Regions from separate parts of the Mus musculus genome. Here regions 2, 3 and 4 are each linked to region 1. The links are chromatin contacts, called in public HiChIP or PLAC-seq and promoter capture Hi-C maps. All regions are on one chromosome and are shown on one strand. Each heading gives the region's core, a stretch centred on a gene start, on an enhancer-like site or on the middle of the called end of the contact. The rest is flanking DNA. Distances are from core to core; before and after follow the strand shown. Region 1 holds the start of Selenom (selenoprotein M). Region 2 holds the start of Kremen1 (kringle containing transmembrane protein 1). Region 3 holds the start of Ap1b1 (adaptor protein complex AP-1, beta 1 subunit). Region 4 holds the start of Mtmr3 (myotubularin related protein 3).

Region 1 (4,237 bases), core at 985-3,484:
TAGTTCCTGGTAATTTCGGCTTAACAGCACGAGTTCGGGGTCTGCCCCAGGGAGGTGCTTCATCACCAGGTTGTGGCTGCAGGAGATGTTAAAGAGGTGGGAGGGGGAGCAGAGGCAGAGAGATGTGACCCCCCCCACCCTTTAGCTGATCACTTACAAGAAGCCTAGGTGGGGACCCAATCCTCATCACTGTGAGATTAGGGTTCAAAGAAATAAAGGGCCCTTCTCTCCACTAGTAAGCTCTCTTCCCTCCTTAATTCTAGACTTCCTCAGAATCCTCCGAAGAGTTAATATCAGCCTCTTTGGTAGACGAACATCATTTTCTATCTTTGAAAAATATCGAGGCTTCTCCCAGGTGCCTTCCCTATCCCCTCCCCCCACAACAGGAAAAGGATACTACAGTTGAATGTCCTCGGTGACAAAGGCCTTCACCTGGGGAGGAACCATAGCATTAGAGCACAGGGCCTCAGACCCTATAGACATGGACGATGAGGCCCAGTCAGGTCATATACCAAGACAGGTCCAGTCTCCTGCCTCACAGTACAGGGATTCCCACCAGGCCCCCAGTCAGTGACCAGTGCTCCTTATTCCCTAAGAGGGACTCCCTTCCTTCAAACTCACCTCCTTTAGGCGATTCAACTGTCATCCTCCACAGGTCTGGAGAGAGAGAGAAATGGGATAATAAACCAGGAGTCCTTCACAGGCTAGCTATACAGCCAAGACTATGCCGTCCTTTACACTGAATTGGGTCAGGCAGTGAGCGTAAAGAGAAGCATCAAGGTGTGGCAGTAAAGTCCTGTGAGCAAGAAGACCTCTGTACAGGTTGGGAAGCTCAGGCCTAGAGCCACAGGTAAAGAATGAGGGAGAGAAACCAGCCATGGGTCCCTGTCTGCATGTTATTGATAGCTGACCAATGCCCAGGAGACATGGGTTACGGCATTCTCCCTGTTGTCGGTAGAATTCTAACCCTGGCCTTTGGCCCTTGAGACGAAAGTCAGACTAGAAGGGAACAGCTCAGAACTACCCTAAGGGCCCTGTTAGAGGCACCTGCCATCTGGTCCCTACCCCACCCCATGCAGAGGCAGCCCTGCCAGCCACCTGTGGTTCAGCTTCAGGAACCATCTGGCTGATCTTCCCTAACTTGGGAGTATGGATGGTCCTTCTCTATTCCTGATGGGAGGCCGCAGCCCAACAGGAAGTCCAGACCTCCCTATTTCAGGCCTCCCTTACACTTCCTTTTGTTAATTTTTTTTTAAATTAAAAATAAACCAGCTAAGGCCCATGAAGAGTCTGCAAACATAGGAATCACTTAGGAAGACTCCAGGGGAGTCCTTTGGCCGGCAGGTGGTGGTGGTCCAGGGTGGCTGTGGACTGTTGGTATCTCATTTCCCTATCCTCTCCTCCAGCTCCAGCAGAGTACAGTGAGGGGAGGAGCTTAGGTCTTTTCTCCCCACCAGAAGAAAAGAGATTCTGGAATGCCAGGCACTAAGTCTGGGTGGGGGGAGAAATAATGGGGAAAGGTGAGGTTATCCTTAGAGAAGGTGGGTTCTAAGGGGCCAGTTTTCAAAAAATTATAGCCAGAGACCCACGGTAGGGCCAAGCCTGGAGCAGAGGCAAGGGTTCAGAGTGCCAGGCCACAAGGACGAGACTTCTTACTTCCACAGTAGATGCTGTTCATCATGCGGCTGGGAAATAAAAGGAATGATTCCCGGGCCGTGCAGGAGGGAAAGGGGGGGGGGGTGTTTCGGGAATTCTGGTATTCCTGAGGCCGGACTATATTCTTGGGATAAGGGGCAGCAAGGTTGTGGAACTGTCGTACTAAGGTTGGGAAAAGGCGCACTCACCTCCACCCGCCCCCTGGCCAGGCCTCGAAGACGGTTCCAATCCGGTCGGTAGTTGGTGGTGGAGGTGGCTGGAGCCACAAGGGCTGCAAGAAGCAGCAGCAGCGACGGCGGCGACAGTAGGATGCTCATCTGTGCCTGGCAGGAGACGTTCCGCAGGCTGCACCCAAACTCGGCCGCTGCGCCACGTCTGGCCCGCAAGCTGGCCCCGCCCAAGCCAAAAGCTCCGCCCAGCCATAAACCACGCCCCCAGAGCTAGAAACAGCCCCACTGACATCCCACCCAAATCGGGTGGTTGCCTCCCACTAACCCCCATCCCTGTCTCAGCTACTCTCTGGTCCTCCAGACTTCATGTTCCCAGTTCTCACAATCTCCATATTGCATTTGCCCACTAAGTGTGAAACGCTCCCGCAGGATGCCAGGAGACAGCACTACTTCGCGTCACCAGAGGGCGCAGGAGGTTCGCAGATGGACACAAGGATTTCTGGGTCAGAGAGTTAAGATAAGGAAGCAGGAACCTAGGAGATCTCCTTTATACGCTTTTGATGTCTTTGAACGAAATTCCGATCAAAGCTTCAATTCCCCAAAGCACACGTTGTAAGCGAGGACCATTACCTACGCCCCGCTCAAGAAAGCTCAGAGGGTAAAAGCGCTTGTTATGACAGCCTGACTCCTGAGTTTTATCCCTGAAACCTAAAAAAAAGTGAAAGAAAAACAGCAATTCCCACAAGTTGTGCTCTGTCCTCCACAGGCGTCCCCAACCGCTCACCATGGCATGTCCGTGCCTGTACAGGCACACGCGGTGCACACACACATATAATAATAATAATAAATATAAATTCTTACAAAGGAATACTACCTATCCTTTTTTACCTAGAAAAGGCTGGGAGGGTTAATATACACAATGCATCTCATTAGAACAGTATCTGGTCAGAGATGGTACACACCAATCTCCTACTGTCCTTGAACTCAAAGCAATACTCTTCACTCAACCTCCTGAGGGCAGGGTGATTAGGACAGACTCTGGCTGTGTTACCTTCCATTATTAGCTCTTCCCCTTCCTCATCACAACGGCCCCCTCCAGCAATGAACTCCGTTTTGCAGATTAGGAACTGTTTCAGAAATGTAAAATAGGCCAATTCATAGATCTGGATTTGAGCCCCAAACACCTCTGTGGATCATCTCCCTGGACCAAGGAGGAAACAGGTGGCACTCCATGTCCTCATGCCTTCAGCAGACACAGCAAGTACAATCAGTTTTTTGTCACCCTGGATTTAACCAGTCTCAAGTTGGAAATATTAGGAAGTAAAAACTGCCTCTGTACTGAACATGTACAGACTCTTTTCTTGTTGTTATTCCAACCAATAGAGCATTACAACTATTTATAGCATCTGTATTGTATTAGGTGTTATAAATTATCTAGAAATGATAGAAAGTACAAGATCAGGCCACACGGGCTTTAGGAAAATACTAAGCCATTTTATCTATGGATTTGAGCATCCTCATATTTCGAGTTTTGGTATGGAAGTGTGCCCTGGAACCAATCCCTGGCAGACAGCAAGAACACGCTGTGCCCTTTCCCACAGGATTCAGAGAACCTTGTCAACACTGAGCCAACGCTGCTTGTGATCCAAGGTATTTTTACCTTTCTGGGCTTATTCCACCACTTTTAAAATGCGCATTAAAAATGGGGCGGGGAGAACCATCAGCAGATAGTTCCATGACTATAGGCACTTGCTGCCAAGTCTGATGCCCTAAGTTCAAGTCCCAGAACCCATGACAAAAGGAAAGAAGAGACTCCCACAGATTGTCCTCTGACCGTCGCATGTTTCTAATATCAAGCACTCACAGACAGACAGACAGACACACACAAATGAATAAATAAACAAATATAAAAATATTGGTGAGATAACTTAACATGTAGAATCAATTGTTGTATAAGCATGAAGACTGAGTCTGGATTCCTACACCAGTGTGAAAAGCCAGCCATGATAATACAAGCCTGTAATCCTGGCCCTTAAGAGACAGGGCACGAGGATCAGAATTCAAAGCCATCCTCAGAGGGGCTGGAAAGATGGCTCAGCAGTTAAGAGGACCGGTTGTTCTTCCAGGGGGCCCACGTTTGATTCTTAGCACCCACATGGAAGCTAACAACTGTCTGTAGTTCTCATTCTAGGGAATCTGATGCCTTCTCCTGGCCTCTACAAGCACCGGGGGAATGCATGTACTGTTCAGACATGCTTGCAAGCAAAATCTCCATGGACATTGTCTTAGTCAGGGCTTCTATTCCTGCACAAACATGACCAAGAAGCAAGTTGGCGAGGAAAGGGTTTATTCGGCTTACACTTCCATACTACTGTTCATCACCAAAGGAAGTCAGGACTGGAACTCAAGCA
Region 2 (4,237 bases), core at 798-3,297, 1.7 Mb before region 1:
GGAGGCTGAGTTCTCACTAGTAAGTGAAGGGTGTGTCCACTGGGCGGTGGGGGCGTCCACTCAGAAACACCTAGGGTTCTTGAATTCAGGAACAACAGGGAAAGCAAACGATTGAACAAGATTCTTCTTGCCACAGCTCTGGGTCGTGTGGGTGGAGAGGGACAGAAAGGCAGGCGCCTCGTGGGAGGTATCTACGCCCTTGGGGCCCAGCTCTGGGAGCTGCCTCCTGAGTGTGGGAAGGCTGGGGAGAACACCTGCCCAGTGAGAGGGCGAGGGGCACAGGGCGCAGGGGTGGGTGTACCCCAGGTAGGCCAGGGTATCCCACGGGGCCAGGATCGCCCAGCCCTGCTCCGGGCACAGCGAGTAGGAACAGGAGGGCAGATGTTCCTGCCACCGCCAAGCCTGGTGCAGGCCTGTACTTGCCAGCCCCGGACCAAGGACTTGAAAGCTCTCGGTGCACAGCCCGGACCTGTCCTGCCGGGCGTCGCCGTGGCGTTTTAAGCAAGAGCAATCGGAAAATCCCCGCTGCCTGGGGGTGTGAGGAGGAGTAAGGAGGCTCGAGATCCTGGGGGGTGGGGGGCTGCCTCGCGGAGACCGAGAATTTAAGCCACAGAACCCCAAGTCTCCCCTAATGAAGAGACACAGCGCTTGCCCCATCGAGTTGGGCACTTTTGTTGCTTCCGTATCTTTGGACCTTGAGGTCTTTTATGGTTCCTATTTTGCTGATGGTTGAGCAAAATACATTGGTGAGATATATATATATACACACAGATACATATATATGCAAATATATAGTGTATCACCCATTTTATACTAATTAAAAATAATTTAACTGGGAGTGGGGACACACACCTTTATTCTAGCACTTGGGAGGCGTAGGCAGGAAGACCTCTGTGAGTGCGAGGACAGCCTGATCTACATAGTTCCAAGACTCAAAATAATAATAATAATAATTTAAAACTGGTGTGATGGCTCATCGGTAAAGACAATTGCCACCAAGGTTGAGGACCTGAGTTCCCAGAACCGACAGTGCAAGGAGAACCGACTCCCACAAATGGTCCTCTGGTGTTACACATGCACCCATACACATACAATAAAAAACATATATGTATGTACATATGCATTTATACATACATATATTTTTTTCTTTGTTTCTGTTTTATAGCCCTGGCTGTTCTGGAACTCGCTTTATAGATCAGACTAGTCTCCAACACCAAGACCTATCTGCCTCTGCCTCCCGAGTACTGGGATTAAAGGCGTGCGCCACCACTGCACCGCTGTAAATACATATTTTTAAAAGAATAAGTTGCGCTAGTTGACACGGATATGATAGGATTCTGCACAAGGCTCAGTATGCTGTCCCTTTGGTAGCTGCAGGACTCCACAAGGAGAAAGAACTCCACATTTACTGAGCCCCCACTGTGCGTGCGAGGTTTCCGTGCATTATCTCACTTTGTACAACCGCTTTGTGGAGCAGACGGTATCGACATACCACTGAGCAGAAGGGAGCCCCGTTTTCTTTAAACCTGTATACATTTATACAGATCTTACGAGTAACCAAGTGGGATACGAACCGGGACTGGAGGACTCCAGAACACGCTTTGGCTAGCCGCTACCACGAGCCTAGCAAGAGCAAGAGGTTTGTTCTGGTTACTACCGCAGTGGTGGAACTCGCGCGTGAGTCACGACCTAGGTAAGGGTGAAACAGGGGTCACGGCGCTCGGCCGGTGTCAGCGCCGACAAACCTCAGCGTGGGGACTCAGAGGCAGGACCCGTCCCGCCCTCACCTGTAGACTCCACACCTCGGGTGGCCTCACCGCGCCTGCTGTGGGGGCGGAGCCAGGTGGGGCGGGGGCGGGCTCCCGCGCGTGAGTGGCAGGCCGCGCATGCGCAGGCCGCCCGGCTCGGAATCCTAGCAGGCGTCAGGCAATCCGGGCGGTGCTGAGGAGGACGGGGCGGCGCTGAGGAGGGCGGGCCGGGGCGGACCGGGGCGGGCCGGGGCGGACCGGGGCGGGCCGGGCGGCGAGGGCGGGGCGACGCTGAGCTCCGTCCTGCTCCCATGGCCGCCCCCGGCTCCCGGTGCTGCCCCCTCTGCCCCGGGCCGCGCCCGGGGGTCCCGCACTGACGGCCCATGGCGCCGCCCGCCGCCCGTCTCGCGCTGCTCTCCGCCGCTGCGCTCACTCTGGCGGCCCGGCCCGCGCCCGGTCCCCGCTCCGGCCCCGGTGAGTGAGACCCCGGCCCCCCCCCGAACCCCCTCGCCCTCTCTCGCGCGTGGACCCCGGAGAACCCGATGTTCGGGCTTCTGTCCCAGCACGCGGCGTGGACGCGCCTGTCCCGCGTTACCAGGACTCTGCCCCGAGTGCCGGCTTCTAACTTTGCCGAACTCTGCTTCCGACTTACGGAAGAGAAGGGGGTGCGTGACGGCTAAAGTCGCCCGTACCGAGTGCAGACTACTCTGAGTCCACCGCGGCGTCCGCCCGAGGTGGTGCTCTCGGCCAGGATGGAAGCTGGGATGGCAGCTTAGTTCCCACACGCCCTTCCTTGCCTCGGAATCCTTTCCCAGTGGAAGGACAAGCATGAGGGTGTTGTCTGGCCCAGTTCGGTTTCTTTGCAGGTTGTTGAGAGCTGATGAGCATAGGACATTGGTGAACCTGCCACTGGGGTCTCCACCCTAAGTTGCGGATTGTGATGTTGCGAAGGCAGGGTTTTACTAGTAAAAGAAAACTCAGAGTTGCTTTGTTTTCTTGACAGCTTGGATTTAGGGGAAAGGCTGAGATTTATTTTCTGTGTGATTTTGAGGCAAAGCTGCTTGAACCTCTGTTACTTGATCTGAAAGTGGGGGGGGGTAACTCACTCCCATGAGCAGTGTTGGTGAACATTAAATGATACACTGTAGGCAACTTGCTTAGAGTGTTCCACCATGTGTAGTCATTAAACGATTTAATAATACTTATTATAGTGTTTCCCAGTTCACTAAGGACTAGACACCTGGTTTACCCAGCGAATACTGAATTTCTTTCAGGATGAATCCCGGCAAAAGGCAAAGCTGGGTTTTGGGACGGCAGAATGAGGAGTTCCCAACACACCAAACCTGAGACTCAGTAGAAGTGGTTTCTAGGTGATTGCTGCCTTCTATGGGACTTCTATAATGTGCTCTTTTCTACTGTTTGTAGTATGTGAACAGGGAGGGAGGGAGGGACGTTCCGAGAGCCAGGACGTGTCAACATAACTGTAACCTAGTAACTCCTTCCACTTTGTCATCTTTGTGTTCAGGATTTAATGTCCTCTATGGAGAGAGAGGTACGGGTGGGAGTGGACTGGCGCTCCTTCCTGGAAAGGGCACTGTGAGCCTATTCTGCCCACACTTGCAGGGAGGTAGCATCTGTTAGGCACCGACGCTTTGCTAGGTCAGATGCAACAGCTCTTGGGTAAAGTTGGTATGCTTTTATTTAGGAGTCCTGGGTAAGGACAAATTTATGGCTGTTGTGAAACAGTTTACTAGGTCCCTCAAACTCTCCTCAGCGGGGTTCCTCAGCATTCTGCAACATCAGTGCCTTTGTGATGTTTCCCCTCTGGTTCCAGAAGCAGTTTCAGAAACAAACCACATGGTTTTCAGCATCATATCCTGTCAAGAACCTAGCGACTAGTTTGTTAAATCCTTTCCAATTAAAAAAAAAAAAAAAAAAAGCTGTACACTGAGAATATGCCAAACTTACCATTTCATATTTTGTGATACTGTAATTTTCTCTAAAATTTTGTGGATGGAAAAAATTATTCCAATACTTATATTCTGCACAACTTTGTAATATTTAAATTACTGGTGGTTTGCATTTTTGAATGCTGACTTTATAAAAACAGTTAGCTCATTCCCCTTCAATGTTATTCTAATTATAGTGTGTAGTCAACCCCAAATGATCTCCAGTCTCTCTGCTCTTTTGTCATGCGTTCTCTTCTATCACAACTGATAAGAAAGGCGACAGAGGTTAGTGGTAGCCTTTTCTTGCCTCTCACCATCCTCCTCAACGTCTCATCTGGAATTTGTCCTATTAGTCAGTAATATGTGTTGTTATAAAACCTGAGTTTGGTCACCTGTAAGGCCTGCATACTCTATAGTAATTCTCTTAGCCCCATAGATGGATAATTTAAGTGTTTAAGATGAAGTGAGTCCTCCTTTCCCCCCACCTTTTTTAGACCAGGCTGGCCTCGAACTCACAGAGATCTGCCTGCCTCTGCCTCC
Region 3 (4,237 bases), core at 436-2,935, 1.5 Mb before region 1:
ACAGAGCTCATGACAGACAGACAGACAGACAGACAGAGGAGCTAGCTGGGTGTGGTGGTTCAGCTCTGTAATCAATCCTAGAACTTGGGAGTCTAAGGCAAAAGGGCTGCTATGAATTCAAGACACATGAGATATCCTGGCCAGACTGGGACAGAGTGAGACTGGAAAAAAAAAAGGCAATTAATGTAACATTTTTACTTACTACTTTTTTCCAAAAGAGCAAGGAAACTTTCACAGGCTCATTTCAGTTCCTTGCACTCAAGAGGAAGTAGGAAGATAGTAAGTCTCTCTTGTGTTGCTGTCAGGGAAACTAAGGTATAAGGAAGGAGCAACAAAATGTCTCTAAAGGAAAAGAGGCTCACACCCCAGGTACCAAGTCGCCTTCCCATCTCCCACGCAGACCAGTCATCCCAGGCACCATGACAGGCCAAAGGCCATCCTGTGGGCCTGTTCCCCTAGAACCTAGGACCAAAAGATCCCCCAAGGGGCCCCGTTGTTCCCCTCTTTACTGCAAAACGAATAAAGTGCAAACGGGATGAAGGGGTTGTCTGGATATCAATTCCAAGAATAGCCCAATAGGCAGGAAGACCTGAGAGCCAAAACACTGACAAAAACAACCTGGCCGAACAGCCTCCTAAGTTGAAAGTGTATCAACAGCTCCTCCTAAACATCGGATCAGACGACAGGTGAGAAGGCTGCATCCTGACACCAACTCACACAATATATTGGCGACAATATATCAAGTCACTTCTAGACCCCAAGCCAGCTCCAGGTGCCTTTCTCCCCGAGCTTTGAAGGTCTCTGGAGACCTACATAGGAAGCCTGATTTTGCCTCTACTACTCGAATGACCTTCCGTGTGTCATTTAACCTCCCGTGCCTCGGTGTCCTCGCGAGTGAGAGGGGGAAAGCAACAGTAGCTACCTTACAGAGGCAGCTGTGAGCTCAGTACACAAAGTGCTTAGCACAGAGGTTCGAAGTCAGGAAGGGCTGGAGAACCAGTGACAAGACATTCTTGTGGTGTTAGAACTAAGACAAGTGCTCCCATTCTGTCAACGTGTCCCTGAGGATCCAAAGGACGAGGGGCGGGTGGCAGAAGGCCATTTCTAGATGTTTGCCCCGTTTTGGGGGGGCGGCGGCTAAGAGATAAGGCCCTGAACGAGGAGGCCTGAGGTTGGCCGAGGAGTGGGAAGGGACAAGCAGGGCGCAGGGGAGGCCTAAGTGCAGGAGTCTCTCCGAACCGGACTGCGGACCTGAAATGACGGACGGCTTGACGCCGGGCCGCCAAGCCGTCGGGAATGAATGAGCACGCAGGCCTTTCACCTTCGCCCTCTCGCGGCTCGCAACCCTCCAGCGCAGCGTCCTCTCCGTGACCTCTGACCTCGCAGACCCCCCCCACTCCTCGGACCCCTTCGGGTTTGTTTGTTTTCCTATCTCGCCGGGCTGCCTTTTTCCTCACCCACAAATCCAAACGGCTCCGGGTGCCGCGGCTCGGCTCGCTTCAGCAGCAAAATGTCCGCAGCCTCCGCCTCCCTCTCCTCCGGTGCGTCGCAGCAGCCGGCGGCTCCAAGCTCCACGGCTGTCACCTGCCGAGCGGAAGTAAGAGGCCCGTGCGCGGAACTTCCGGTGGACGCACACCCCGGGGGCGGGGTCGAGGGTGCAACCTGGCGGGAGGGGCTGGGGACCTGTTGGGCGGGGCCTGTGTGGGAAGGGCGGGGCCTTAGCAGAGCCGGCTTTTATGAGAATTGAGGGCCTGGGCGGGCCAAGCGGCTAAGTTCAGGCTGGGATACCCTTGCTCAGAATCCCTGGCCAGGCTCCCTCTCAAACACCATGGAATCGAAAGGGTCTTGGAAGACTTTAAAGTTCATCTCTTTCTGAGTTACAGATGGGAAGACTGAGGCCAACGTTGTCTTAGGAAAAGGGAAAGTCGGAGCTACAAATCTGATCAGCTGCTGGACTGCGCCTGTCTGCTAGGCTAAAACGAGACTTTTTCTGCTGCCCTTGGAAAATTCATTGTTCTAAAAGGAAAACATAAGCTACGTCCAAGACTTCTTATCCAAGGGATACTTCACAGTGAGACCTCAACTGATACAGCCATTTCATTCCTGACTTTGGTCCTATTAATTTTCTCTTTCTAATAGATAACTTGTGTTCATCCCCTTTAAAACATTATAAAACTTCTATTCTAGCATTTTTATTAAACCAATAATATCTGCATTGCAGAAAAAAAGAAATATATTAGTGGGGGCTGGAGAGATGGCTCAGTGATTAAGAACACTGGCTGGTCTTCCAGAGGACCTGAGTTCAGTTCCCAGCAACCACACTGTGGCTTACAACCATCTGTAATGGGATCCCATGCCTTCTTCTAGTGTGTCTGAAGACAGCGACAGTGTTGTACTCATACACACAAAATAAATAATTCTTTTTAAAAAAAAAAGAAATATATTAGTAAGGAAAAAAGGCAAAACCAAAACACGTAGGCTCCTGAGAAAATCGTTTTTTAACACTTGGTTATCCTCCTAGATGTAATATGTCTGCCTTTTTATTTTATTATTTGTGTGTTATTGATTTGAGACAAGCTCTTGCTGTGTAACCCAAGCCAGCCCCATTGTTGAGCTCACAGTGATGTACTATCATGCCTGGTCTATGTAGTGCTGGGATCTAACTCAGAGCTTTTACATCCTATGCAAGCACTCTAACAACTGAATCGCTGTCACCTTGGCTGACCTGGAAACTGAAAAACCAAGCAGAAGTCTGCCTGCCTCTGTCTCACAGTGTTGGGTTTAAAGGTGTGCACAACCACACCCAGCTGTTTTTACATTCTTTAAAGTTTTGTCATAATATAATTATGACAAATTGATAAAATAGTTATGGCAAATTGATAAAATAGACAAAATAGAATTCCAGATGCTGGGGTGAAGAGATGGTTCAGCAGTTAAAAACACTGGCTGCTCTTCCAGATAACAGGGGTTCATTCCCAGAACCCACATGGCAGCTCACAGCACCCACATGGCAGCTCATGGCATCTGTGACTATAGTCCAAGAGGATCTAAAACCCTCTTCTGACCATGCAAGCACAGGTACATGCACATATGAACATAAAATAAAATAAATAAATCTTGCCAAGTAGTGATGGCATACACCTTTAATCCCAGATGGATTCCAAAGTTTGAGACCAGCCTGGTTTACAGACAGAATTTCAGGACATCCAGGGCAAAGGTTAGGCTTGGTGGTGCATGCCAGTAATTCCAGTACTTGGGAAGCAGAGTCAAGTAGATTTCTGTGTGCTCAAAGCCATCCTGGTCTGCATAGAAAATTCCCAAAGTTACAACAGTGAAACCTTGTCTCAATGTCTCAAAGACAAACAAAACAACAACAAAAAGAATACCATTTACCCTTCACCCCGCTTCCCTCAATGGTGACACAGGATAATAGTAACACCCGGAAATTGTCATTGGTAAAATATTTTTGATAAAGTGTCTTGGTTTTAAAAACAGGATTTGTATGAGATTACAGCTGACCTTGCTTAGCCCAGAGAAGAATGTTGAAGAGACAGCCTGTTTCCCAAGATTATCTGTCTTACTTGAAGCAGACAATTCCAGGAAAGGGAGACCACAAACCTGCACATAGCCCCTAAACTGCATGAACTTCCTCAGCCCAAGTCTGCGCCCCTGCCTGCTCCTTATAAAGGGTCTCAGCCAGCTTTTCTCCCTGCTAGACCCTCCATTCCCTCGAGAGAGGCCACTGTATAATAGGTTCCCTGAGAGTAAGCGAGCACTTGATAGTTAGAGCTAACTAACTGAACCATGTCCCCAGCCTTCAGTATATCTGCTCTTTATATAGTATCTACTCCGCGTTACATATTATATACGTCATTCAGCAACATCTTAAAGTATAGAGAAGGATACATTTAGGCACTATGAAAATATCGTATTTCAATATCAGGACCTTGGACCTTCAGGGATTTTGGTCCTGGTACCAAATTCCTGGTAGATAGCAAGATAGACTTAATTTGGACAAATTAAACAGTGTTCTTCACTTCTGTGTCCACTAGAGGGCCCACAAGTGTCATTAGCCACCATCCTCTTTAATCTTATTTTCAGCACGGGCCTTGCAAACGTCCTTCTAGTCCACGTTTCTAGACTTTTCTTTCTATATGGTTATGAATCTGCCATCCCAGTCTCTGCTTACTGCTTTTAATCCTTTAAATCCCTAAAAGTTGTCACAAAGTGACTATGT
Region 4 (4,237 bases), core at 542-3,041, 1.1 Mb before region 1:
CAAAAAGCAAATTGTTATTGTTGATAAACAGAGAGGCAAGCGACAAGCTGATCCATGTGCTCTTTCCATGTGGACTGTGGGAGCTGTGGGATTGGTGGAGCAGGTGTGAATTTCCTGTTGCCTGAGTTGTTTACCTGGAGCCACTTTATCAGTGTCCAGCCATCCAGCAGGGATTGTCCTGGCAGTGAAGTGCTAGCTCCAGTTCAGGTTCCCCACTGCTGGCAGTCTGTCTGTCTACTCTGTGTGTCCTGTTGTCCATCTATTTGATGCTCTATTTTTTTTTCTTGTCCCACAAAGGCCATGAGAATATACACAAAGGGAAACCAGGACAGTGGATTATAAATGAAAGTGTATAGTTTACTGCTATCACTACCAAAAGATTTTTTTTTTTGACCCAAGAGGTGCAATCATTGTACTTCCAATTTAGCCTGTGCTTTTCTAGTGAAGGTGAAAACGGAGACACAATCAGCTGCATTGAAGAGGAGGAAGACAGGTCCTTGGAGGGCGGTGGGAAGTCTTTGCTAACTGATCTGTGATGTAGTGCCTTCCTTGACCTTCCTTGAGATTCTGTGATGTGGTGGGTAGCCCAGAGAGTAATAGGACAGTTTGTGTTGTTATCTGGGCCTGGGTTTGAAGTTTAAGTTAAATTCAACTTATTCTGGGTTTTACTTTTTTTTTGTTTGTAAAATAAAGATAGGCCTGACCATTTATGAAGATTCAACTAGATAAATATAAACACTTGCTCTTCCATAATTAGGAGATTTGTCTGGCTATTGTGTTGTGCAATTTTAGGTTCTGGAGACATAATGACAAATAAGACAGCATCCTTTTTTTCTAATTATTCTTAAACTCCAGTGGGGGCAGAGAGGCAATAATGTTGAATACAAAGAAACAAATAATGGGGGGGGGGAGATAAACAATTTAACAAATACAGGGATAAATTTCATTTACTTGTCTTCTGATAAAAAATCAAGGTCATGTTAAAATTCATCTAAGGAAGTGAAATATCTTTGAGGATTTGTTAGGACCTAAGCCAGTAGATCTCAACCTTTAAACGCTGTGACTTTAATATAGTTCCTCACGTATGCTGACTCCCAACTTACTTTCCTCGCTAATTTATAACTGTAATTTTCTACTACCATGAATCATAATGTAAATATCTGAGGTTCAGGATATTTGAGACCCCGAGGACTGCTGACCTAAAATAAGGTATTACAGTGTTAGACTATGGGGCTCTTCTGGAGGCCAGTCAAAGTAGGGATTCTTTTCCCCCTTGCTTTTCTTTGAGCACTGAGGTTTTTTTTATTAGGAGCTGGCGTTGAGGCAGTTTGAACTTGTATTCTGGGCATAACTTATAGCACACTATATTTACATGCACGGTATTAAGTTAGTTTTATATTGACTATACTTGCTGGGGATATAATATCACTACTGTTCTTAGTTTTAATAGAAAGTAGAGTAAGCTGAAGTGCTGTCTTGGTCCATTAAGTTGGAAAAGAAGCCTGAAAAATCTTTCTAAACCTTGTTTTTCTTTTTCTTAATTCGTAACGGTTTATTTATTCACTTCTCATTTTTCTTTTCTTCCTCCTGACGCTTCTCTGCAGCCACAGTCTGGTGACTTGCAGCCCCGCCCACATCCTGGGGCGTGACCAACGAGCCAGGCCCCGCCCTCGCCCATCCCGTGACGGCCAGTCTTCCCCCCCGCCCCCCATCCCACAGCGGACAGCGCGCCGGAGCGTGCGCGCGCGCCCCCGCTCTCAGCTCCGATCGGTCTCGGGAGCGCGCTCTGTGTGGCCGCTGCCGCCATGTTGTTGTGGTTGTGAGAAGGCGGCGGCGGCAGCGGCGGCGGCGGCGGCGGAGCAGCCGGCGGAGACGCTCCAGCGGCCCAGGCGCTGGCCCCCGCCGACCCTGGCTGGCAGCCTCCTGGGGTGGCGGAGGAGGCCCTGCGGTGGCGGGCCTCGCCATGTCCTGCCGCCTGGTAAGAAGCCCACCCTCCGGCTCTGGTGGCGAGGAGGTGCTGGAGGAGGGGCGGACCTGGGCCGAGTGCGGCGGCTGTCACCGGCCGGGGAGGCGGCGGCGGGCCGAGGGCTGGGTTGGCCGCGGCCTCCCGGGGCAAGCTCTCAGAATGGAGCACCGAGGCCCGGTCGGGCGAGTCGGGGGAGGCGGGGTCGCCGAGCTCGGCGGCCATCCTGAACCTGGCGGTGGGTAACACTCGGAGTGTTGGGAGCTGCGGCTGGGGCGCCCTGGAAAACGCTCCCGGGCCTCCGGGAGGTGAGCGTGTGGCCCGAGGCCCTGGTCGAGACCGTGGGAGTCCTTAGTGGCGAGAGGCCGGAGGTCGTGCTGTTGGAAACCACGGGCGAGCTGTGCGGGCCTCAGCCTAACTGCAGCAGGGCATCCTCCTGACCTGGTAGTGCTTGAAGGGGAACGAAGGTCCAGGGGTGGTTGGAGGAGCTCGGGGAACACTGCTCAAGTAGCTCTGCAAAAGATCAGTATTATTTCTTGGGTTGAAATTGTACTGGATGTATTGCATTTCATGACCCAAGATGGTATTGTTGGGGCCAGAAAACTTATTTCAAAAATTGGAAGTAGAGTTTGCACACTCTGTTAGGCCACCAGGAGTCAGATCATCTCACTTGTGAGTTTTACACACAGGTTTCTGTTAGATATTAATGTTCAGTCATTGTCAGAATGAAGTTTACGTTTTTATTCTTCTTACTATCTTGACATCCACTTGGCTTTTTGACATTTAGGGTCTTTTTTTTTTTTTTTTTTGTATTAAAAGTGCATGTGTTCTTGTAGTGGAGGCTCAGCCTCGTTCCTCTTGTGAACAGTGAGCCGTCAGAAGTTACGATTGAATGGTAGATGGTTCTGTATCAAAATGATCTTGTTTGTGGGGATGTGAAGGAGGCCTTCTTTGAGATTCTGCAATGTTTCTGTGTTTTTTACTTGGAAACCAAATAACATGCGTTGATGGCCAGTGAAAGACTTCTTTTCCATGCTTGACTGAGTAGAAGAGTTTACAGAATGACACCGTTGTGGGTAAACACTATGCAATATGTTATTAAACTAAATTTGGAAGCTTCTAGAAGGTTAGAGTGATTGCCTATGAAGACATATTTCACCCCTACCATTTTTACTTTTTAGGTAACTGTGAGCAGCATAATGAATTTGTTCACAAGGCATCAGAACACATTTTATCAAATTAAATGTTGTATAGCTGAACGTATGTCCAAAAACCTAGAGGAAAATAAAGGAAGTGAGGCCTGAAGTCTGCTTCTGGCCCACAGAGGGGTCCTAAAGGTGCTTTCTAACATGCCAACATTGTAGTTACTTCTAAACCATCTGGCTCAGGTTTCCAGTAAAGTGGAGGGTAGCAGGGTGTGTTACAGTCATTTGAGACCAGGGTTGTGGACCTGGAAGGTGTACTGTAGGTTGTGACAAGTTCTTGAAATTTGCTCCAGGCTGTGAGGTATGGTAAAGTCAGTTTAAAGACCCTCTTAACAGCACTAGTTTTTGCTTTCTGTGATAAAGTGGAATTCTGAGTTACCAAGAGATAAATTCATATTTCAAAGGTGTGTTGAGGATTGTTACAGTTTTGGAAGAGGTGGAAGAAAGTGTTAACAGTTGCATAGGGTTGTATTCTGACATATCATAGAGAGGCTCACCCAGTTGTTCACTAACACCAGAAACCTTGTCTGTTTTGTTTCCTGATAATCCCCACTACTTACCATAGTTCTCACAGAATTTTCTTTTCAGATTTTTTAAAAAAATCAAATGAATAGTATTGGTATGAGAAACACTAGTTAGTTATTAAAAATTACTTGATGTCTTACATTGAAGAGGGATTTTCATTCTCTTTTTAAGTCTTAATGCATTTAAAACTTTAGGTGTTGACACATGTTACTGACTTTATAGGTGGTATAGACAGATGGCCATTCTGTGCTGCTGGGTATATCTGGATCATTTGTGGCATTAATGGCTGTTGGGATATTACTTCTCTGTACTCAAGTTTCCTCATTTACATAATTTAGAACTCATACTGAGGCCAAGTTTTTACATATTTTAAGTATATATTTTTTAAAAATATGGGTATTTAAAAGAAATAACAACTCAGGCTAAAATTTCCAAGAGTTTGAGATGACTGTGGGCCAGCCACATAAGCAAGTACCACATTAGCCAGGGCTTTATAGGAAGATCCTATCTTAAAAATTGAAAACAGAAGCAGAAGAGATGGCTT

The links. Promoter capture Hi-C pulls out the DNA fragments that hold promoters and counts their contacts. HiChIP or PLAC-seq counts read pairs in DNA pulled down with a chosen protein or histone mark.
Region 2: a contact with region 1 is called in a promoter capture Hi-C map of liver, with 2.1 times the contacts expected there. The contact joins the promoter of Kremen1 here to the promoter of Selenom in region 1.
Region 3: a contact with region 1 is called in a FOXA1 HiChIP or PLAC-seq map of pancreatic cancer cells. The contact joins the promoter of Ap1b1 here to the promoter of Selenom in region 1. A contact is called at or near these places in 2 of 39 promoter capture datasets (hippocampal neurons and liver), 1 of 115 datasets of contacts at active chromatin or transcription factors (pancreatic cancer cells) and 1 of 9 other capture datasets (macrophages).
Region 4: a promoter capture Hi-C map of embryonic stem cells shows a contact between it and region 1, with 3 times the contacts expected there. The contact joins the promoter of Mtmr3 here to the promoter of Selenom in region 1. A contact is called at or near these places in 3 of 39 promoter capture datasets (embryonic stem cells, hippocampal neurons and liver).

What each region holds. Positions count from the first base shown.
Region 1 is chr11:3,512,681-3,516,917 of GRCm38.p6, reverse strand. Selenom (selenoprotein M) reads right to left here and starts at 2,234. Exons shown (of 5, transcript NM_053267.3): 1 at 1,845-2,234; 2 at 622-657; 3 at 398-432; 4 at 1-76. The coding sequence starts at 1,973.
Region 2 is chr11:5,259,420-5,263,656 of GRCm38.p6, reverse strand. It overlaps Kremen1 (kringle containing transmembrane protein 1), which reads left to right and starts at 2,047. Exons shown (of 9, transcript NM_032396.3): 1 at 2,047-2,222. The coding sequence starts at 2,132. It overlaps Gm46268 (a long non-coding RNA gene), which reads right to left and starts at 2,640. Exons shown (of 4, transcript XR_003949640.1): 1 at 2,441-2,640; 2 at 1,575-1,941.
Region 3 is chr11:4,984,272-4,988,508 of GRCm38.p6, reverse strand. It overlaps Ap1b1 (adaptor protein complex AP-1, beta 1 subunit), which reads right to left and starts at 1,685. Exons shown (of 21, transcript NM_007454.3): 1 at 1,458-1,685.
Region 4 is chr11:4,592,344-4,596,580 of GRCm38.p6, reverse strand. It overlaps Mtmr3 (myotubularin related protein 3), which reads left to right and starts at 1,791. Exons shown (of 19, transcript NM_001373897.1): 1 at 1,791-1,978.